2 separate regions of the Gasterosteus aculeatus genome follow, and region 2 is linked to region 1. The links are chromatin contacts, called in public Hi-C maps. All regions are on one chromosome and are shown on one strand. The core of a region is the stretch at or near the end of the contact, and the rest is flanking DNA. Distances in the headings are between cores, read along the strand shown. Region 1 has its middle 11 kb from the start of ephb3b. Region 2 has its middle 95 kb from the start of ephb3b.

Evidence for each region. Hi-C and Micro-C count contacts between places; a contact is called where the count stands out from the background.
Region 2: a Hi-C map of skeletal muscle shows a contact between it and region 1, with 1.6 times the contacts expected there. The contact joins two enhancer-like sites.

What each region holds. Positions count from the first base shown.
Region 1 is chr8:14,177,342-14,183,553 of fGasAcu3.hap1.1, reverse strand. No RefSeq gene overlaps it. Among protein-coding and RNA genes, the nearest start is that of ephb3b, 11 kb to the right of the region's middle. Within about 2 kb of position 1,688, at least 3 of the 9 cell types and tissues checked have open chromatin away from gene starts, as enhancers often do.
Region 2 is chr8:14,261,719-14,268,407 of fGasAcu3.hap1.1, reverse strand. No RefSeq gene overlaps it. Among protein-coding and RNA genes, the nearest start is that of ephb3b, 95 kb to the right of the region's middle. Within about 2 kb of position 3,292, at least 1 of the 9 cell types and tissues checked has open chromatin away from gene starts, as enhancers often do.

The DNA of each region.
Region 1 (6,212 bases), core at 439-2,938:
TTTATCTATGGTCGTCGATCCCCAACCGATCTCCCCGGTGACCTCTGTTGGCGACCAGCATGGAGGCGGAACTGAAAACTAACAAAACGCTAGCGAGAGGCCCCGATGTAGCCGTGTGTGGCCAAAGCTGTACGGAAATAGTTATTGTACATCAAAAGATAAGAAATGAACAAAACAAAGTAATTAAATGAACCATGGAAATAACAGAATTCTAACATTGTTCTTGCCTTGGCGCATTGCTGTTATTTCCAATTTGATGTAATGCAAGGAAACACATACATTGCTAAAATAAAGGAAATAGATAATGGACTCAGCTGTCAACTCAAATGCACAGCTGTCAACGCAATATGGCTTCAAAGCAGCCTGAACACAATGTGCCACCATGATACAAATATATAAAAAAAAACGTAAGCCTCTTAACAAGAGAGACCAACAGAGCTGGAATCAGGCATTCCTTTCTAAGACTGATACCAGACTGATATGCAGGTTTACATTGAAAACCACAGACTCCACTTGGAAACTTTCATTAGGTGAAGAAATGACCTGTTTCCATCCTATTAGCAAGGACCTCGACCGGGTTATTGGACTGGGGTCCCATCGCTCTATATTGCCTCACCTCAAACTCTGTGACACATTTCTCCAATAACAGCCCATTAATTAGTTGAGCGCATTAAACTTTTCAGAGGTGGGACAGCTCTTTGCCTGGAGCTGGCCACCTCGTCTCGGGCGGGTAGACACATGCAAATCTGTTTGTTTCATCAAGTGTAAATTCAATTTGCGAGGCTCTTTTTTAATCTGGAACACCTTTGCCCCCAGCACGTAGGAGGAGACCACAGCACTACCGTTTGCAGAAGTTTTGATGAAAAGGATTAAAAGTAAGGGCAAAAAGAGAAGGAGAGGAGGACCAAAATAGGTAATGAAAGGTGGTGGTGGGCTGTTGTTTGGGTGGGGGAAAGGCTCAAGGTCTTGCAACCTTGGGGAGGTTACGTGAAATGTTGCTAGGATCATGTTTTCCAATGGAAAATGTTTGCACATTCCCACAGAACCGCATAAAATGGCAAAGAAAAAATGAGGAACAATGACAGATACAGTAGTCCCGGATGAAGACAGCGGAAAACAGATGAAAAAAACAGAGACTGATGTTATCAGCATTTCTGTGCCCGCTTGCTGTTTGTACTCTGTTTTGTTGTGGTGTTTCTCGTGCTTGTTTGCAGAATGTGTTCTGCTTTCCCTGTGGATGCAGCCATTTGAGAAAAGAGAGATTCACTACAAAGGCAGATCACCGTCACCATCACTTTTGTGCTGGAGCGGATAGGGGAGGGCATCACGGTCCGTTGCGAAAAGTTTCTTGAAAGCTTGAGAGAAGTGCGCCTGATTTATCTCTCCGAGTCTCACACACATCCAGACCCACATACAAGAATGCGCTCAAAAATACTTTGATCTACCACCTCGCACACCCAACACTTGTGCCAGAAAACAGATTGCTAGTTACACCCACCCTGATTTTGTTCATCCAGTCAAGTGAGCACAAACCAATGTCACCGCAGAAGTATAAATAACTAAGACAACACAGACTGTCACTGAGAGTCTAACGTGGTGATTAACCCCCACGGAATGTGTTTGGGAGTCAGAAAAGGAGACACCTGACTTTTGGCTCACGGTGACTCATTCGGGTCTGATTGGGGTGGAGGCCAGGATGTGTCGTTGCGCAGCGCTGACAGACAACCAACGTTGGCCCTACGCTGTCACTGTTGAGACATGCGGCGTCATGACATAGTCTGTTATCACATGAATGTGAAAACAGGCCACAAATCACGCCAGCGCAATAAACATGACAACATTTTCCATTTTAGGAAGAAGTCGGGAGGGATGAGAAAAGGCTTCCCGAGCCAAATGGAATTGTTGTCTGCGTCGCTGTGTGAACTGTGGCAGGCAGCAGTTTTGTCATAAGAATGATAACATCGTGTGCAGCATTTGTGGGTGAGCAAAATGATATCATTGCTTTTCACTTCCATATATTATGATAGGGCTGTTAGGAGTCACTCTCATTTGCAATCTATCCTCTTAGTTATGGGAAGAGAACAAGAATAACATATCAGATATGATATATGTTTCAAAATGATATCCAGCCAAGAGTTGGCTTGGCAAGTGTACCAAAAACAATCCAGTGACACCACAGAGAGACAACTCCTGCTTCATGGTGTAGGGTAGCCTCAATGAAATTATATTCATCTTTTCTCCTCTTCTGCCATCGTCAAGGAGACAGTACAAAACGGCAGTAGAGGAACTAGGAGATATGCCTTTTAGAAAATATAAGAACAGCAGGGGTGGACATAACTGAGCAGTAAACACACCATCGTCAATAAAGGAAAACGGAGAAGCAATCATTAAAAATTGAGCGTGAAAAACGGAGCGGATTCTAAATATTGAACTAACTAAGGACTAATGACTTGAAAGATTATTTGGGAAAATTCAGTATTTGTCAAATATGTGGTTTTCCTCTTTTCTTCTTATTAGGGTTATTGTGTATTTTTTTGTGCATATTATTGTGTATGGCCTAATTATCATTTCAATCCTTCAAGATCAGTTTTAGTTTTCTAGTCCGCTGCAGCTCTGGTATCTCTGGTATCACGGTAACCAAAACAAACAGATGGAAACATACAACATTGGGCCAAATTGTTGAAAAATGTTCGCAGCAGTTGATTTAGATTTTGCTCCGTGAAGAGTCATAGGAAAATTCCCAGGATGATTGCATTTCTAACGTATTGTATTATACAAACAAATAAACCAATGATTAGTTCCATCTCCATTCTTTCTTAAATCCTAGGCTTACATTTGTCTCTCTTCTCTCTGTTAATTGCCTTCAGGAGGTTTGGATGGAAGTGTCTCTCTGGCAAACCCCTCCTGAGAAGACATCTGGCTCAGGCTGACTCCCCCCCCCCCTTACAAGCAACGCATCGGCCTCAAATGTATTTACACTTTGCCACATGGATAATTGCAATCAAATATTTACAATGGATATTCTGTGTGATGACCCCATTTTTTTCAGTGATGGTTTTGGGTCGGGTTTAGCTCTGTGTGGCTAACTGCCGCTCTAACAAGTTGCGGCACCCCGAAGGGGACTACAACGGACAGTCTTTACACGCGCCACGCCGCTGTACTGCAGTAATCCTGCCGTATACCATTACACTTCGTATAGACTAAACACAAAGCCAGGTGAGGGAATGACAGAGAGTGCAGGGTATGTGTGTGCATGAGTTCACACTGTTAATGTACCAAAGCATGCATTTTTTTGTCAAAGTAGCTTTGTCAAAGTGTGTCCATGTCCGTGTGTGGGCTTGCTGACCCGTCTCACCTCGTGTTTTCACTCCCTCTATACATTTATGGTTTGAACAACAGCAAGGGTGCGTGCAAGCCTGCTTGTGTGCATGTCTGCGTAATGCAGAACAGCCTTTGCCTCCAACCCTAACGCAAAAAAAAAAAAAAAAAAAGAAAGTCACACAGCCAGGAGGCCACTTTGAAATACCAGGTGCTCATTTGGCAAATCCAGGCAACTGGGGTGTTTACATTTCAGCGACTGAGAAGGGAAAAAGACCAGATGCCCCCGTGAGCTGCTCAGCAGCGTCCGTACAGAGATCACTCACATCGCCATGGGTGACAGACCTGTGTGTGTGTGTGAGGGGTTTGGGTCGCGGGAGGGGCAGAGGCATATAAAAAGCACTGGGCAAAGTCACTGAACACCCTGTGATGACTTGCAGCAGGAAGACATGATACAATGCAACAATGCTGAAAATGAGCCACTTTGGTGAAGTTTGTTTGTTTGAACGGACCCCATTTTCTGTCCCCACAAACCGCATATTTACCCACAGACACGCGCGCTCATGGTAAATGTTTCCCTGTTATTACCCGTTCTCCTTCTTACTGGCCTTTTCAAAACTCTATTGCCCCCTCACTTTGTTGACACACTGGTTGCAAACAGCTCAAGTACTTCCTTATCGGTTAAGAAAACAATGAGGCATGAAAGACAGTACGTGAGGTGGGTTTGGTGAATTGCAATGGATTTCTTGTGACACACACACACACACACACACACACACACTCACCTATGCGCACGGCCTCAACCACAGAGCACCTTGTCCCGGCAGTGGTTGCAGACGTTTTTATTGTTTCATTATGCCTACTATCAATTTACCAACAGTAAATACACTCCGTCTTGATAAAACCTTGTCTGTCTAGTGTCTTCAGAGCACCTGCTCATAATAAATCCGCACTGTTTCTGACCGATTGGCCCATGGCAGAGCATTTTGTGTTGTCTGTTACAAGCATAAGGCGACTGGTGGTTGTGGGTTGGTGTGCGGGCAGTGGGACTGTTTCCTGTGTATATCTTTGCCATAAACACGGGTGGGGCTCCTTTAGAGGGAGAAAAGGTCTGCAAATTCGAATGTATATGTCAGAATGACATAAAACATTTTAAATGTATCAATATATGAGGTACTGCACCCATATATATTATTTACTTTTTCCATTGGTTCCGCCTGCTTTGTTTGTGACCCTCATGAATGAAATTTCATTATTATTTCAGCTCCAAACACCCCCCCACCCCCTCCCCGCGTGTTGCTGTCCGTCAAATACTTGTTGGGTACAGTCATGTGTTTGTGTGTGCCTCCACAACTGCATGCATTCATCCCTTTGCCACGTGCAAACTGTGCAACCTTGTCTGTGCATGCACGCATATTTGTGAATTACATACCAAAAAAAAAGAGCGTTTCTGCCAGGGCTCTGCCTTCCTCTTGGTCTGCCTGTCGGCTGTCACAGCACGCATGAGTAGAGAAACTAAGAGCGCAACATGCCAAAGCAGTATTACAAACCAAAGTTTAAACCCGTGTGAGCAATAACGTGATACAAAACAGAAGTAACCTTAAAAATAGACACTTAAAAATTGATACACTAATATCCAAAAGAAGGGTTAGAAAAAAAAGAGGTAGTTATTATGATTATTAGATTAGAAGTTCAGTCCACATTAGCAACAACAGAAATGAACTGAAAGTAATGTGTAGTCAGTCCCTGATTCTTGGTAATAGTGGCCGCTTATTCCGATACCAGACAGAATACATAAAAAACAGTAATAACAGAATAATTATGTGTGAAAAAGTCATCCTATACCTTTGGCAGCAGAACTTGTTGTGACTCATAAGCCGGGGAAACATTATGATTTGCAGCCTAGCAGCACTAGTTGCTCTTGTTGCTTTAAATATTGATGATGTAATGATGTGTAAGAGCATGGACAAGTCAGAGCCCTGAGGCCAAACAATAATATAGCTCTGTTTTGTCTGCTTATGAAACTGCAGTGTGAGTGTTTATATTATGTGTGGCTAGACTTTTATTTGTTAGACTCTTTATCAAGGCAATATTTACATAAAAGCAGAAAAAGGGAAGTGTATGGTCATATGCACATTGAACGTCATCCACATTGGCTTGAGGGATGGAATTTTTACTTTATGTACAAATTGTTTCAAGAAAAAACATTTTCCTCCAACTCTTTATTTTTTCTGCTTACTATTACATTGCCATTGTTTCACTTTATGATGCAGACTGTAATAGTTTGTTACATTGCATCTAGTCAACACCAGAGGAGTATAATGACAATGCAAGATCCATATTAAAGGGTTAGTTTAGTCCCCCGAAAAATGGAATTAGCTTCCGGATCTATTGGTATTGATCCATGAAGTTTCTTTTATTGTCTTAGTGTAAAGAAAGCAATGTGTTCATTGTCTGAATGTATATGAGGTTGATACTATTTTTAAAAAATGCACAGCAACATAGTTTTTAAGAAACAATATCCTGGTGACTCTGGATAATCCACAGAATAATCATTTTAATTTTTTTCAGGGACAATTCACGGTGCAGAAAGTAGATTAATTGCAAACCGAAGTTTATAGATCATCAAGAGAGAAGCTTCCATTATGCCTCATTAGAACTGCTTGTCGGATAGTCGAGTCTTTGGTTTATGTCGGCCAATTTTTGTAACATTCCCGAACCTACAACTTGTCGTCGATACTAAATTCAATCTACCTGGACAAATATGAACCAATACTGTAACAATTAAATATGTTCCTTTGTGTTTATTAATTAAGGGAACCAAACTTTATAACTGGATGTGATTTAACTTTGAGGAAAAACTTAGTAACCTTAAAGATGTTTTAATGTTTTAA
Region 2 (6,689 bases), core at 2,043-4,542, 83 kb before region 1:
GAATTAGATGATACTGGAATTCTGCAGAAATGCACAAGAAACATGCACTTAGGCTGGTAGTAAAGTCCCCAGGCATTAGACTGAGCGTTGCATGAGCAGTGACTGGGGGGTTCTGGGCCTGGGAAGCGCTAGTGAAGTGTAGCTGTGATGAGTGGTTTCAGTGAGCATTTCCTCACTACACACGGCAAAATAGTTGCCCTGTATAATATCAGCTATATATCAATTGTCTATTATTCTCTTTGCTCAGTGGCTGTGCGCTCTGGAATAAGTTAACATCTGGGCTTCAGTGTTTTCTTGATTATTTTGCGAGCTGTTATGTTGTCTTTTCTTTACACGGCTAGCAGCTTTTTGAGGACACAACATATAAGGGTTCTTAGAACAAATAAACTGTTCATTCCTTCCGAAAATGCCTGTTATCATCGGGAAAGGATTATATGATCTGCATGAACAGCGAGTCCACATGGCAGGAAATGAGACAGTAAAAGGAGTAAAAGGGCCTTTCTCTTCACAAAAGACACTCCTGATAACAGCCATAATGGGTCATGCTAATAAAATAGGTAGATTCATGCATTACAGCCGGCCACAGTGAGAGTTTAATCCATCTTGTAAAAGATTTCTTTTTTTAAAACTGTACACTGTTTGGCTTTTGATAAGCAGAGTGAGATATTCTCCAGATGATGGATCACAGTTCATTTAGGTTGAAGCGTGCTAAACCAGCAGGCTCTATTTTCACATCTATGTCAAGATTAATGATAGCTCACCCACGTACAGTGTGCATGAGGATTTGTAATCTGTCAACGCTTTACTAACTTACTCGTACTGTTTCCCACTTTTGAATTATCAACCGCCTGTAACATTCAGAGTGCAACCTACAGTACTAACTGTGTGTCTTCTTAGTAATAATAATGATAATAGTGACAAGGGAATTTTAATTGTTAGAGGCTTACTGTCTCATAGACTATATTGTTTCAGACTGAGATGCCAAGTTTCTGGCTGGTGGTTGGAATTCTTGAACGTTATTAATATTAGATGCCTGGTGAATATGACCTCATAGGTGTTGTGATTGTGTGGGAGAGTCCGGATCACTTACCGCTAATCCATCTGAGAGTCATCTGCGCTTTTCTCTCGTTCACCTTTGACCTTTCTCAAGCTCACTGGTCCCAGCTTTACTGCTGGTGAGGAGCAGAGGGGAGGGAGGAGGGAGAGTGGGAGGGGAGGAGGGGGGGGGGGGGGGGGGGGGGGCGTTTTCCTCTGGATGTTTCCTGAGTGTTCGTAAACGTTTCCAATCCTCAAGGTCTCGCAGAGCTTTTTTTTTTCTTTCTTTTTTCCGGCACACACTGGAGGGCAAGCACATTATTTGTTTCAGATTGACCACTAAAAGAGAAAGGGGCAATCCTTAACCAAACTAATGGCTGCCAGAGGGGCTTTCAAACGCTGTGAGAAACAAGGAGTCAATGAGCACCAACATCACTTTAGCATCCCAGATGCAGGAGCATTGCTTTATCTGTCACGTAGAAGATCGCCTCTGCCAAATTACCATTTGGTCACAAAAGTTTGTATTTTTTTTCTTGATGGACAAGGACACTGAGAAACTGAAACCTTGGCCGACCCACCACAAAGCTCTCTTAAATGTTTTCCGAGGGGGCTTTAGAGGCCCAAAAAGCGGGACAGGGAGATAATTGAGTGGTAAGCATAGCTGCATAGCTTGCGATGGGCCCTGGGGCTTTTAAATTAAGACCCGCTTTGACACTTTAGAGGGAGCACAGGCCACTTGTGAGAGATGAGATCCTGTCTAGGGCCACATCAGTCAGGAAAGGGTAGCTGGGAGGTCGGTGGTGTGGGGGGAGGGGGGAGTGGCTGATGATGACTTCAGTTTAGATGGCTACCCCCCCCCACCCCCCAACCTCCTATTGCTTTGCATGGGGCAAGTGGGCTTGGGGAAGTATTGGTAAAGGCTGAAAAGGGAAAGGGGGGGGGGGGGTTAAGAAAGAGTGCGGCGAGGCACAGGACAACGTCTCCATTTAGTTCAGCCAAAAAAACAGCTGTTTCTACATATCCCCCCCACCCACCCCCCCGTCCATAGTAAGCCCTGGAGACGGTGCCCCATGTACCCCCGACAAGCCCTGCCGCTTTACTGCCTCCCTTCCACACAGAGACTAGTAGCCTTACTAGTTTATATCTTTTAGAGAAGCTTGTTTCTCCAGTTCAAATCATCAATCGGCTCTTTGACACAGCCCACTTTTAGGCACACAAACACACCCGCAAAACTCAACACTGTCCTCAGCAAGTAGTCTTCCGTACGCACACGCACAGACTTTCTGCAGTCACTTCCCGCCAACCTTCCCGTCGTTGTGCAGAAGGAGAATTCCAGACCTCAGCAGCGAGCGAACAGTGAATAAATGGACTGTGGACCACCCGACAGTCTTCAGCCTTCCTCCTGAGCCCCAGTGTCTTACACAAATAAACCAACACAGATTTAATGACGACGGGCATCAGGATCTTTTCCACCTTCTTTATCAGAGGATCAAACGCTTATAGAGTGCCTGCACATGTGCGCTTGCACGAGTGTATGTTCGTTATTGTCATTTCAGAGTTTCAGTGGAACATATGCTGCAGTGCTCGATAAAATGTGTGCGTGTATCCGCCATGACCTCCATCAGAAATCAAGAAAATAAGAAATTAGCATATGTATATATGGTAATTTCTTATTTTCCTGTATAAAGCAAATTTGCTTTATATATGATAGATATATGTCATTATAGTTAGTTGCCAAGGTTGTGTAAACTGTATTTTGACAAAAGGGAACTACTGAAATAAAAACAGTAGTTGGGCAAATCGAAATATCTAAGATAACAGTTTGTGTAATTAGGGATTATTCTAAATATTAAATATATACAGACTGTGTGTGTGTGTGTGTGTGTGTGTGAGAGAGAGAGAGAGAGAGAGAGAGAGAGAGAGAGATTCCATGGATTCCTTTTGGAATCATTTTATTTCCTTCCAACAGCTGTTTATTTTTTCAAGACCAGTGGACAATCCGAGAAGGATTGAGGTGCTCTAACATAAACCATGGACTTTAATAAAGATGAATGCTTGCTTTTATACCCCTCAACGCTGATGATTTTTCTTGTTGATTTTTGCCCGTCTTTTGGGAATACATGCGGCGTACATTTCAGCACATCTTTGAGACGAACGCTTGCAGCGCAGAAAAAGGGAATCACTGGCCCACTCTGAGCTGTTTACACAAGTTAATCATCACCATGGCTGATGTGGCATGTAAAGTTTGTGCTTGTAGGACTTAGTTGGACTATTATTTCAGGGCCAGGATAAGCACGATCCACATTAGAGAGAGGTTCCATTAATTCGTTGAGGTAATCCCGCTGTACTTCTGTATTTCCAAATCCCATGTCAACATCAGTCTACAGGGACTGCAGACAATAATGCATTATTCACCATGGACTCTATTTGCAATTCTCATTCATTTTGAATCTTAAATGTAATCAGTATCTCTAAATACTGAATGCAGCAAACAGTTTCCGTAAGGTTAAAGTTGACGTTTAAAATTCCAAATAAACTCAAGGTGTGTTTAGCACAATGATAAACAGATGTCCATTGCATGAACCGTTGTGAATGCCGTTCAGTTATGGAAATGTGACATGCAAAATCTACATATTCATAAAAACCAGAGCTGCTCGATTTCCACCGCGCTGTTGACCTAATTTTAACGGATCACAGATAACATAATAATTATGCTGAAGCCGACGTGGGCTGATTTGGTTTGTGTTCTTGCACACATTCCGAACCATTGAAGAGATTTCCCGTTCCCCAGTCCCACCAGTCCAAACTTCTTCTCTCAGGTCAGAAAAGCAGCTGTGACGGATGCGTGTGCACGATCTCACACTGCAAACCACACATCAATACGGTAAGTGCATATTTATGTCAGAGGAAATTAGCTTTAAACGTTTTGGGGGGGGGGCTGGTGACAGAGGAAAGGCGTGGAAGCTCGGGTAAGGATGATTTACGCTGGTCAAGACGACTTCAACCCATACAGGAAGTGAATACGGTTTTGAGGTCAGCGAGCCACGGGGCGCCCGCTGCACTTAACTTATGAAATCCATGTGAGGGGTTGGTGTGAAGTGTGTGCATCCCAGTGTGAATATTTCTGAGGAAGGGCCAATTAAATATAATTACAACACCCACATATTGCGGCAGTTCACAAGGCCGTGTGACACTTTACAGACCGAAGTCGTTGCCTTGCAATCGAGCAAATAAAACACTGTACTTTTTGCTTTTCTATGAAAGAATAAATGTGGAATATTGTTCAAGATGGTTTTAAAACATACATAGAGATAAAACATGTTGGAATGCCAACCTTGTGTTTAAAAAATGGGACTCTACTGTACTTCTCATATTGCACAGCGAGAGAAGCAATGAAATGTTTTAAAATCCATTTAATGAGTTTCATTGAGTTGGAGCGACATTAAACTATTCAGAATTTAAAAACTAAATAAGCATTGACGTTTGCCTGAAAAATAACATTTTAGCAAATGTTGGTGATATCTGCACATGTACATTTCCCACAGTCTCAACCTCATTACGAGCACATTCACTGCTGTCTGACTTGAGGCCCGGGGCCCGCGGCGTGCGCACACATCGTCAACGGCGGCGGCGAGCGCTGATGCTTTCCAGATTACGACTGACTGCTCACACATAATCACACAGCCACAAGCTCCGACACTTTACTGTCACACATGTACACTCATTTTTCACGCGCTTTCTCCAGCTCCGCACTGGCACACACGTTTTGCGCAGACACCCACATGTCGAACTTAGTCAGCAAGCGGCGGAAATATTCAGCCCACTTTTTAAGACGCTCAGCGTCCAATTCCCGCCCGTTTCAAATGTTCCCGCACCACAATGCTTTTGAAAGTCGAGCCGCGCAGTCGCGTTTTGTTTACTGCAGAGTGATGCGATCGTTTCAACTCTCGTAGCACGCAGCCAAGGCCAGAGGAGGGGAATCAGACACTGGTTGAAAGAGCAGTGCGTCAAAGGCGAGCTTGGGGGCGGGGCTGCGTGTGAACACAATTATTTTGTTATTATTGCAGGGGAAAGATAGCGCTGGCCTTTTACTTTGGTAATTGAATCCAAGAGAGAAGCTAATTGCTTTTCAAATGAAGCATTAAGAAACAAAATCAGGCACTTACGATAACAATGTAAAGTGTGTCCAGTCACTCTGTCTGCTGACGGGCGCCATTGTGGAGAAGAAGTGATTAAAAAAAAAGACACGATTGAACAAATTTGCCAACCTGGAAAGATACTTTGTAATGAAAATCAAAACTCTGATAATCAAATTAGCTCCGATATTGATTATGTTGATAAAGAATTCAGGGACCTGGAAAAGAAAAAAACAGCTCATAAACTGAACTCGTGCTCTAGCTCGTTTTCGTGACCGCTGACCAGTAAAACACATTGAATCTCCAAAGTATTTACGGCATTAAGACGGAAAAAAGACGTCCATCTGTCCGGCAATCTCCGGTGAGGCTGCTGCTGTGAGCAGCACTGCCCCTTTCAATGTCTGCGGATAGCCGGGCTTTTGATCCCAACACAGGCGCTTACAAAGTCAGCAACGTGTGTGGGCCGCGGCCACAGCTTAGCTACACACAAACGCACACACACACACACACACACACACACACACACACACACACACACACACACACACACACACACACACACACACACACACATGTGTTCACACACATCAACAATAGCCAGAGCCATCGGCCACCAGGGCAATTTCCCACAGCAACTCCGCAGCACATGTTGTTAGCAACAAGACTGGTAGCTCAATCATGGAGCTGTTGGCTTTTTTAAAGGCTACTTCAAGTCTCAAGTCGCTAGCGTGGCTCGCATGTGAACTGCGTTTGACTCGTTCATCGCAGTAAGCTTCTCCACCGTAAACTCAAAATGATTTAATCACAGCGTTCGTTTCCCAGTCAGAAGCCCTTGCAATTCATCAGTAAGAGCCGTTCACTAGGAGTCATTCTTTGATGAAGAGATTTTTTTCTCTGATTGAACCTTTCAAAAAGATTCTAGTTCTAGTTGTAGCCTCGCTCAAAGACACTTTAAGAAGGCCTACTTGGTCTAACTGAACTGGCAAGTCAACCTTTCCCAGAACCACATACGGAGCTATTTTACTTTACTACACTGTAAAGTGCTGTACTGTAGCATACTACACTATGTAAACATAATAAAGTATTGTTCCACACATTGTGTGGTTAACTAGTATTTTCACATTTTTTCTTTCAACTCCGAAACAAAATGAACTGGGGGAAAAATAGTTTTTAAAAAAAGGATTCTTTGCTGTCTTATCGCAATTACAACAGATGTTTTACAATGGGAAAGGGACTTTATATAGCCACTTGCACCTACTCAGTCCATATCCATCATGGATTTTAGCGGTTACCTGAAACAGAAAAAGATTTTAAGCAGTGGGGCTGTCAAGAAACATGTGGTGGTAGTAACTGTGCCCTTTTCATCTTTATGTGTGGTGTTACCTCATGGAGGATCAGCCAGATCAGACAGGACACACACTCACACACAGGAATATTAACAAGGGAGCCACTCAGACATCAAAGTGCAGGCATTTAAGGTTTAGTGAATTTCCAAGAAGCATTGTTTTTTTATGTTCA